Linked DNA regions of Mus musculus: region 2 is linked to region 1. Evidence: chromatin contacts called from public Hi-C data. All regions are on one chromosome and are shown on one strand. The core of a region is the stretch at or near the end of the contact, and the rest is flanking DNA. Distances in the headings are between cores, read along the strand shown.

Region 1 (5,383 bases), core at 175-2,674:
TTTGTCCCCACCCCCATCATTTCTGGATGCTCAGGCTATGCACTTGTCTCCCATATCTGTCCATGACTCAGATAATCCTAACCTGTGAAGCCTTTCTTCCCTGCATCCATGTGTAAGCCTCTCTGAGTATCTCATCATAGGCCAGAAAGCATTGTATTTATCTTTCTACTTATTTCCGTGAAGTGGGGCAAAGAGTCAGTTATCTATAAGAAGTCAAGGCTTCAGAGAGAAACTTAGGGGGAATCTGGTCCTATTTCTTAGGCCTTGGCTATTCAGCCTGTGATCCAGTGTCACCTGGGAAATGGGGTAGACACAAACAATCTCAGCAGGATCAGAACAGAATGTGAGGGTTAAAAGCCCAAGCAGGGAGGGGCGAGGGGAGGAGGAAAAGAGACACAGAGACACAAGAGACACCTAGACACACGTACACACCTGCAGAGACAGACAGAGACAGACACAGACCCAGACCACAGATGCATACAGAGAGGCAGAAAATAAGTTGGGAAGCACTGGACTAACTAATTTGGCTTTGGAATCACTGGAGGATCTTTATAACCCCTTGGGTTGCCCCTCATAGAGGTGCTAATTCTACTGGTTGGGGGCCCTTTCAAAGCAATCCTGAGGGAGCCTGGTTGAGAGGGCCTCCTGGCAGCTGGCTGAAGTGCCACTATGCCCCTCACACTCATCTTGCTCTATTGTCATTTTCACTTATGTCCCCACTTAAACATTTATGTACTTTTTTTTATCCTGCGACTTTAATAAAACCTCTCTGCATAATCATTCTTGAACGTGAATGGCAATGAGTCGCTGCAGTTGCTTTAACGCCGATTTTGATGATGAAATTGGAACACATTTATGGAAAATCACAATCAATAGTTTGAAGAGCAGAGTCATAGAAATGGCAGAAAAATGATTCAGAAAGTTGTTAGTTGAGTGAGGTAAAAGCTGATGGAATAAATCAGGTGGTTTGCACAGAGATAAGTTAGGCAAGGAGAAGACATAGCTTGATCTCCCTTAATACGAGAGACACTTACAGGTCCCCCTCCCTCTGAGCCCTAGGCTACACAGCTGTGACATTTGTATGGCTACTCTATCACAGTACGATTATCAAATGCATTAATGAAAGTACAGTGTTCATTTAGATCAGGTACTGGACTGCCGTGTCCCCTGTAGGTACTGCACATTGAGGACTTAGTGAGCATCATGGGTAATATAGAAATCACACCATGGGAGGTGGAATGTGTTAGTGTGAATGACTGAAAAAAGAGAGGATGTAGCGAGGACATACATAATTGCTTTTTTTTTTCCCTCAGAATGGTGACCAATGTGTGGAAAGACTGGAGCTGTGCTGTGCTTCGCCACAGGACAGCTCAGAGGCCAGTGGGATTCAGGGAGGCAGGCTTTGGCTGATGTAGGAAAGACTTCGTGCCAGAGAGAGCTGTCCAATAATAGAACCGGCTGCCTGGGGAGATGGGGAGAGCGAGCGAGCTCTCTATCTTTGGAAATGTTCTAGCAGAGCCTGGATAGCCATCTGTTGTGGGTATTGTGGAAAGATTCCTGCATTTGATAGATGAATAGAATTGTGTTGTTGATAATAGTAGTAAATGTGTCTACTATGTGCTCTTTGCAGACACACTGCCGGGTACTTAGTCAGGCAAGTTTGTCTCCCTTGTCACCTTTCACCCAGGAAAGCCATGCTGGGATGGGGGCTGTCACTCCATTTGTGTAGATGAAAAGGATTCAGGGTGAGAGTTTGAACCCTAGGTTTTCTGACTCCAGGGCAATTTGTCCACCAGTTGTGTCTGCTTTTGACAATCTTATCCATTGCAGATTCCACGATGGATTTCATATATATTCGTTTACTGCATTCAAGGTGTCCCGTAGGCAAGCCAGGTAGGTGTAAAAGGCACTGAAGGAGATGAATAGGAAGTTCAGGGAGCTGAGAACAGTGGTCAGGTATCAGAGGGAGACTTGAACATCCTTGGCCATTGGATGAGAGGAACGGAGTTGGGGCTTATTTTTGTGAATGCGGAATATGGCATTGTGAGAAGTTTAGTGAGTTCCTATAAATTGTTTCCTTTTGTATAAGGTAGAGATGGAAACAATTCCTTAAAGGGTTTTGAGATTAAGTGAGATTTCATGCAGAGCATGCTCATAAGTACCTAGGAGCCTTTGATGTAGACAGTGGCCATTGACTTGCTGAGACTCCCAAGGTAGTGATTGTGGAGGCAGGAGACTGTAAACTCTGACTCCTATTTTCGAGGAGGAAGGGGGAAGCTGCTACTGCATATTGGAAGATAGGGCTTTTATTTGTTTGCTTCTTTCTTTGTTTTTGGTGTGTGTGTGTAATGTGTACTGTGTAATACGGAATATGTAGCATGTAGTATCATAAACTGTTTGGTGCATTCACAGTCCTATGTTGATTCACATGTTCCTCTGTGTGTGTGTGTGGTGTGTGTGTGTGTGTGTGTGTGTGTGTGTGTGTGTGTGTGTGTGGTGTGTGTGTGTGTGTGGTGTGTGCACGCACACGTGCGTGTGTAGAAGCCATTGCAGGGTATAGGGAGCCTTCTTCCATTGCTGTGTCCTTGTTCTCTTGATGCAGGGCCGTCCCCTCACTGGTGCTCACTATTTTGCCTAAGTTGATTGGGTAAAGAGCCCTTGAAATCTGCCTGTCTCATGCCCCCAGCTTTTTTTATATGGGTACAAGGGTCTTCCAGTCAGGTCCTTGTGCTTGCAGAACATGTGTTCTTATCCTCTAGGCTGTCTTCCTACTCTCATAAGGTAAGCTTATAGCCTCAGTATAAGGTTCTTTAAATGCCTTATCTTCATGGAAACTGTGTAAGAGCAATGTCGACCCTGGAGTCTTGAAACAGTGCCTGAAGGTATGCATTTGTTCCTGAGCCATATCTGGGTGCCAGTGCCGCCTGGCTGTGTGCCCTCCTGTACCATTCCTTTGTATGCCTCAGTTTGATCAACTGTAAGATGGGAATGCTTGTTTATCTTCCTTAGACCCATTTACGTAATAAGAAGTCGGCTCACTGTTTAAATTCGTATCATTGATAACCATTAGATTCTCTAGCCTAAATTAACACTAGTGCTTTTCCAACTGCTCCTTCAGGATTGATTCTACCTTGTCTATCACACCGAACAGAGTCAGTGTGAAGGAGTTAGGAGGACTGGGCAGGTGGACTCCCTGCCTTTACAGTTCAGTTAGTGCTTACTGTCTCTGTGACTTGGGGCAACTTGAGGTCTCTGCAAGCCTTGGATTCTTTCATATAATGTGGCCATAACGGCAACACCCATTTCATATCCACTTGAGAATAAATGACATACAAGTGTGGTGTATTTACAACAATGCCTAGGAGTCTTCAACAGTAAATTGCCAACAAATGACTCTGTATCTCTATCTTTACTGCATGGATTGATGCTACCTATATAATTCTATGATATATGAGCATTATCTATAGACAGGTTTCTGTCTAAGCAAGCATTGCCTGCATGGCAGGATATAAAGGGGTGGGTTTTTATATAGAGAATTTCTGGTTGTAATTGTGCTGTGGAACGGAAAGAAACCAAGATCTATCAAGGTGAATGAGAATCTTGCAGAGGAATATGTGCTAGTTAATAAGAGACAACGGTTAATCTGGCTAACCGTGACTTGAGGGACACGGACATCTTATTGCTGGTGTTCCCAAGGTCACTGTCGTTGTTTAAAGATGCAGTCAGAGGCTCAGGTTCCTTCTGTTAGCTCCTTGGGTTCTTTCATGGTCTCAGACTAGCTACGACAGATCCGCATCACCCTCATATGTCGTGGAAAACAGAAATAAGCCAAGACACTGGGGACAGTCAGATGGAACTTCCCTTGTTTATTTACTATTTGTTTTAATCAGAGGAGGAAAAAAAAAAAAAAAAGATGATTTCCCAGAAGGGACTCCCGTATAGCACAGCACCTACTCACTTCCTGCTTTTCTCTGTTTGCCAGAACCGGATCGTTTTGCCGCTTCCAGCCAGAAGGGAGGCCAAGAACACAAGTATCTGGCTTCGTTCAGCATCTCTCAGGGAGAGGTGGGCAGGGAGAGGGGGGCGTGTAAGCGGAACAGCTTTCCATGGGTCAGTTACTAAGTGAAAAAATGGCAGCTCATGGCCTCTAGGAGAGGTCACAGGGGCTCACTGATAAGTGGCGGAAGCTGGATTTTCTGGGCGGGGAGAAAAACAGACATTAAGGAGACTTCAGGGGCCTTAAAGAAGCCTCCCACTATAGAGATATCATTTTTTCAGTAACTAATGCAGAGGAAGCACCCGGGTTCCAAATATGGGAACAGGAAAACTGTCATGGAAGAGGCAGCCAATTGCTCTTGCTTGCAGCTGCTGACTCTGACCCTATACACCCTCTTCAGTCCTCAGCTGCTGGGTACCAGTGCATCCTTTTGGGAGCCAGACCATGTGTTAGGGCAGAATAAAGATGCTCATCTCACTAGCTACTCCTGTTCTCCAGGCGAACTGTTTGCAGGGAGAGGGGCAGTGTACACAGTAGTAACAGGTCTAGTAATTAGCAAGAGCCCCGAGGCCTTGCATCACTTCTAAAAGGACAAGGTGATTCAATAAGATCTGTCACTACCCCTGAGAGTTTCCCAGATGGAGAGACAGGTGGGGACCTCCAGTGCTAATGACAGGGAGGCCCCTGGCCCACAGTTGTTAGAGTAGATGAGGTGGGACCAAAGCAAAGCAGGTGGGCATGAGGCTGCATGCCTGCTGGGGATATGTGAGCCTGTTTTTACACTCACTGCCTGTGGTGTATGCACGATCCTGGCAAACTGGGCCACTGTAAGGGTAGAGCCGTGGTGGCATGAGCCTGTTAACACAGGTAAATGGGACAGCATGGCAAAGCAAGCCCTAACTTCCATCCATGTCCTCTGTCCCCAATCCACAGGCCAAGGACTCAGATGAGCATTCACTTTTGTTTCAGTACATATTAATTGGCAGATCAAAGGTTGCCTGTGCAGCACTGTCGGTGTGCTCATTCTCCTAAGGGAGCCTGGAAGGGAAGAACACCTACAGAGGAGTCCTGGAGTCTGCTGTCTCAGCAGGAACTCGCTGGGCTCCTGGCATTTACCAGCCAGTCACAGAGGAGGCACTGGGGTTCTCCGTGAGGTATTTGGAGTGGAGGACTTGCACTTCAACAGCAGATGCTGTAGAATGCAGGAAGCGCCTGATGCTTAACTTTCTCCCATTTCTTTCCCCTCCCTCAGAAATAGAACCTGCATTTTTTTCTCTTCTACTACATAAACCACATGATTGGATGGGACAATCACTTAGCTCCACCTTTAGACCCATCAGATTGGTCTAAGTGTATGCTCATCATTTTGTCTTCCTTGGAATATTT
Region 2 (5,620 bases), core at 2,933-5,432, 250 kb after region 1:
GGGTGACCTAGTTTATCCTCCAAACTGGCCCACTTCCAAAAGGAAAGGGGAGAAGTGCCGCTATTAACAATTATATCAAGACAACAGGCATAAGCAAGGTCTGCCTTAAACAAGCCAGGGTCTGGGGCTGCCCTACCCCAAACTGATTTATTTTCCTGCTGGACCACATGGCCTCTAAAATGAAAACGCTTGAGCCCCAAAAGCCGGAGATTCCTGGCCATCTTGCTCCTGCTGCTTTTTTGTGGGTGGCACTTCCTGTGCAGAAGGAAGGACAGTAAGTCTTCCGTGCACAGGTGTCCTGTGCGCCTGCTCCTTCTGTGGTATTCATCAAATGACTAGAAGATCTGTGCGTGGGGTATCTGTTAACTGCTGCCGCCGCCGCTGTGAATCCGTCATTATTCCTCTAATACAGATCATTAACATTCACAGAATCTTAACTACAGCATCTTAACGAGCAAAGCCGTAATATACAGCTTCCTCATAAATATCCATCGGTGCTGACGCGCCTTCTCTCGCCATACAGTAATTCCGCTGCTCTGGATAAATCATCCCATTGTGCTCCTTTCTTTCCCCCTAACTGCCGTTATTAGTGGTTACAGAAGAGTAATGAACAAACTCTTGTCAAAGAAGAAAGAACAAGAGCTAAATGAAGGATCTTGAGGTCGGAGAATATATATATATGTCAGAGGCAGGCCCAACTGAGAAAGCACGAAGCTCATCTTCTGTAGCAGCTCCGAAAGGAAACAAGAAGCCAGCGTTTGCTGGAGTCCTTGCCGGGTCGGTGCTGTGCTCAGCACTCCACAGTTCCCTCTTCGTGTGGTTCTGAAGACTGCATGGCAGGGCTATGCAGTGTTCAAACCAACACTTCCTGCCCTGCCTCCATAGATAGGATATAGCATGTGTGTTTTTCTAAGAGACCTCCAAAGTCCCCACAAGGGACTCTAATCCTCCATGAGTTTATGCAGTTTAATTAACATGGCAACTATTTTGTCCATGTTATACATAAAAAGGCTGAGACCAAGATGCCAACAGTAGTGGGCAACAGTCTGTCTCTAGAAGGTCTCCTATGATGGACACCCACACTCACTTTTTGTGACACATTATCCAGTTCTGCTTATACTTCTGTGAGCTTCCCATCGCTTTCTCTCCTGTGAGGTAGCATTGTTGTTGTCCTTAGCTCTAGGATTAGTCCTCTTTCCCACCTTGCTCACTGGCAGCCCACAGTTTGGGGTGTCTCCCAACTTTTCCTGTACTATCCAGTCTCTCTGACTTGTCCCTTTGGCTGCTTCCATGTTGTTCTTTGAACCTTCACCAGGGGTCCTGTCCCTCTTCCTTGAGCATCTCTGGGAAACTGACATATTAGTTGCATATCTTGCATAGCAGTTCCATTTCTGCCTCTGAAAATGAGAGAGGTAATGATGCCTGCTTCAGTTGTGATGATTAAATTAGTTACTACATGAAAGCACTTAGAATAGTGTCTGCTGCACAGAGAGGAATTCTAAGTATCAACTGGAAGTACCACTGTCCTGCCCAGCCTTCTGCCAGGCCAAGAAGGCACAAGGCTGTGTTGTTACTGCTTGGCCCATTGGTTCCTTTGTAGTCTACATTGAATAGTTTATGTGATTTGTTTGAGTGGTGTGTGTGTGTGTGTGTGTGTGTGTGTGTGTGTGTGTACTTGACAAAACCAGAAATAACAGTGCCAACTAACTGTGGCCCTACCTAACATATATATGTTACTGCTTTTACTTAAAGGGTCTCACAGAACACATGCTGCAACATGTAGGGAAACATGCCCATGTAAGATCAGTTATACCATCTGTATCTACTAGCTACACAGTCTTCCAAGGTAACCCAGGACAGAGAACAAGCAGGAAAGGAAATAAACAGGCCAGGTTTCAGAATGACAAATCCACTGTGCTTACAGGAGTGGCTAGTATCCTTTTTTGTTATAACAGTGCAAGTGTATAGCATTGGAAGTCACCTCCTGAAACCATTCTTTTTTTTTTTTTTTTTTTTTTTTGCTCATAAAGTCACTTGTTCAAAGCCCAGCAGCAGAGAGAGCAGAGGCAGAGTCTCGAACCGGCCCAGCTGAGCCTGGCTCAATCCTCCGTCCTTTAGGGTAGCCAGGAGTGAGTCCTGAAACCATTCTTGAGGAATTTATCCATCTACCCATCAAGCATTTATCGTTCATCTATTCCACGGAGATTGTTGAATGGCTCCTGTGTGTCAGGCACTGTGGTAAAGACAGGAGGCTTACAAGTCAGCCCACGTTCCTTCTTAAAGCCAGGTCTCCTTCCATGGTAAGACCACCAACAGACAGGTAAACAAACACAGTGGTACAGAGGTCTCTCCCAAAGGTAACAACTATGCCAGGATCTTAATTAGGACAAGAAATCAACCAGAGACAGATTGTGCCTGAATAAGAATGGCTAAGAAAAAGACCTGAGACTGGAAATAACTGTTGGATGGAGGGGGAAGAGAGGGAAGACAGGATTGTAGTCTGTAACATGGCAGAACAGAGACTATGGTGAAGGAGTTCAGAAATTGTGAACTCCATTGTATGCACAGTCCCTGGGTTTGAGGAAGGGTTGGGAGTTACATCAACTGTGATAGAAACGGATTCAATCTTCATTCACTTACTGATTGTGCGTGATGAATATAAGAGGTGAGAGTGGAGACCACAGCTCAGGCCAAAGGAAGGCTATACACAGACAGAGGCAGGCAGACCAGAATAGGGTCTAGACAGAATCAACACTTCCTTGTGAATGAAATGGAGGGTAATGCTATAGCAGGCATGTGCGATGTCCCCAAGGGGCCTGTGTTTCCCCAGAGTGGTGCTCTTGGGAGGTGGTGGTGCCCACCACTGAAAGTGTTCCCTCAAAGGGAACTGTGGAACTGTACACTCCTCTCCACTTACCATTTTCATCCTGGCCATGATGGGGGTGGTTTATCTCTGTCACACAATTTGTCTACAGTGGGCCATTTGGGACCAACAAATCATAGACAGGAACCTCAAAGCTTGTGCGTTAAAATGAACCTTGTATTTATCTAGATAGTTTTCGTGAGACAATGTCTCAGTTTGTAGTTCAGCTGACATTACGTTTGTAACCCTCTTGAATGCTAGCTAGGGTCATAGGCACGTGCCATGATGCCCATCTCTGCCCTTTCTAAGTTGGTCTTTCTCAAACTCTAGTTACCATAACAGCAGGAACTAACTCATACATACCTGTTTACCTGCAGATTTGGGTTCTAGACATGTGTTGGCAACTGTGTAGAAACCAGAAGATGAGCAAAAACCAAGCTTGGGAAATGAGCTGGATGGCTTTATGTCAACTTAACACAAGCTAAAATCATCTGAGAGGAGAGTGCCCCAGTTAAGAAAATGCTTCCATGAGATTGGGTTGTAGGCAGGCCTGTAAGGCATTTTCTTAATTAGTGATTGATGTGGGAGGGCACAGCCCCTTGGGGGTGGTGCCATCTGTAGACTAGTGGTCCTGGGTTCTATAAGAAAGTAGGCTGATCAAGCCACAAGGAGCAAGCCAGTAAGCAGCAGCTCTCCATGGCCTCTGCATCATCTCCTGCCTTCCTACCCTGTATGAGTTCCTGTGCTGATTTGTCCCCAGCTTGCTTTTGGTTGTGGTGTTTCAACACAGCGGTGGTTAACACCATTGCTAAGACAGGAAGGTGATATTCAACATGACCTCAGGAGATGAGCATCCCCCTAATGTTGCCACAGAGAAGTCAGAGGATAAATGGACAGATTCTGTTCTGAGAATGACAGAAAGCTTTCTTTGGCTATCCCCAGTGGCTGGTGCTGGCTTCTGTTCTATGAATGGCATCATGACTGGAAATGGCACATTCTCTGTAAAAATGCTCAATATGGTTCCCTTGTTGTGACACTCCCCTTACAGTGGCTGGAGTTAGTCATCTCCAGTTTTCTCTAACCTCACTTGCTCTAGCTCAGGGGCTTGGCGGGGGGAGGGGAGGGCAGTTCAAGGGCCTCTTGGTGCCAGGCTAGTAGTAGACACCCAGGGCATTTTGGAGGTCGCCAGATTCATACTGTGAAAAGCAAATCTAAGAGGGAAGACCAAGTAGTGAAATGAATTCCCATGTCTGTAAGCTGCCGTCCTGTGGAGAAGGAGGGGAAACCATGTTGCAGGGAGCGGCTGTCAGAGCAGCAGGCTAAGGCTGCTGGCTATTTTTTTCCTTTGCTGTGACATCTCTCCGTGTGTGCTTGCCTCTGATTTGCTCGGATTCTGCCTCTGCCACTCGGCTTGCTCTCAACCTCATCCAATATTTCTTGTTACCATTTGGGGACCATCTGGACCTCAGCAGTAGTCTCCCCAAGAAGACACAGCATCAAGGAAAGTGATGGACTCCGTTGTGTGTCCTGCCCTCTTCCTGAAAAGTGGGCTGAGAGCCTGTCAGCCTGCTGACAGGAGCCAATTTCACATTCCTGTGACTCTGATTCGCTCCCTTTGCAGGGGCCTGAAGCCATGCCAAATCTTGTTAGGAGGTTTTGAAAACTCCTTGAGTTTTGGCTAATGTGGACATAGGATAATAGAATTTTAAAAGGAGAAGAGAGAAAGGAAGAAAGAGTTAGAAAGATTAATTTCAAGCTTTTGAGGACCGTTCACCTTTGGTTTCTAGTCCTCTGAGCTCCTTGGACCCATCCAAGTCCGCTTGTTCTGTCTACAGTCCTTAAGAGCAGCAGGGGCATCCCCCCAGCCTGTTTTCCAGCCACAGGCCACAGGAGGGGTCAGGAAACTCGGTAAGTCCTCCTGTGATGTGGGATCTCCTGGCTCCTAGATGATGTCACTGATTAGCCATGGGTCCCAGAAGTCTGCACAGTCCTTCCCAGAACCCCTCGACCACTGCACAGCCTCAGCTTTCTCAGCATTTCCACCTAGGCCCATCACCACTCTCTCTTGCCATCACGACTGAAATAGCTGCATCACTCCACTGTCTTTTATGGTCACAACATCACCACTATCCAGTCCCTAATGTACCATGACTCAAAGTCTTCATTGCATCCAGCTGCACCCACCTGTGGAGACTGAGCTAGATGCTATGTGTTTAGTGGTACAGGTAGCGGGAGGAAAGTAGTCCTATGTGCTCAAACATGTCACGCCTTTTCACTGGGCACACGTGTACACGGGCACTGGGCTGGGCATCGTCTCATTCGTACCCACAGCTCTGTGTGGATTTTCTGGTTTCTCTTGTTTCTCTGTATGGTCGAAGGGCAAGACCATGTCCATAGATGCTTAGTGGATTGTAGATGTCCTTCCCTTTGCCACTGAAAATCTGCTGTTTGTGCCTAACCACAGAATCATTAGCAGCCTGGAAATGGTTCCATGAACCTTAGCCCCATGTATATTTCTAGACTGGATATGTTTGAGAAAATTTAAGCATGGAAACCTAGAGTCTTTCTTTGTCACACCCAAAAGCAAACTCCATTTTGCCAAATTCCGGCAGTTAGATAAAAAGCTAAAATTCCTTAGGAACTTGTGAAGCAGGGTCCCGTCTACCAAAGGGGAAATCCCTTATCACCGGCAGACAGACAAATTTCTATCTGTGGTGCCTAGTAGCACACCAAAGTGCATGCTGACTTCCATGTTCC

The links. A called contact is a pair of places that touch in the nucleus more often than the background predicts.
Region 2: a contact with region 1 is called in a Hi-C map of brain, with 1.7 times the contacts expected there. The contact joins two enhancer-like sites. A contact is called at or near these places in 3 of 484 Hi-C or Micro-C datasets (the N1E-115 cell line, brain and cerebellum).

Annotation. Positions count from the first base shown.
Region 1 is chr4:104,451,322-104,456,704 of GRCm38.p6, forward strand. The region is part of intron 4 of Dab1 (disabled 1); the gene reads left to right. Among named protein-coding and RNA genes, the nearest start is that of C8b, 310 kb to the right of the region's middle. Within about 2 kb of position 1,425, at least 31 of the 459 cell types and tissues checked have an H3K27ac peak or open chromatin away from gene starts, as enhancers often do. A contact at or near this core is called in brain and cerebellum, where this site is marked.
Region 2 is chr4:104,702,174-104,707,793 of GRCm38.p6, forward strand. All of the region lies in intron 12 of Dab1 (disabled 1), which reads left to right. Among named protein-coding and RNA genes, the nearest start is that of C8b, 61 kb to the right of the region's middle. Within about 2 kb of position 4,183, at least 15 of the 459 cell types and tissues checked have an H3K27ac peak or open chromatin away from gene starts, as enhancers often do. A contact at or near this core is called in brain and cerebellum, where this site is marked.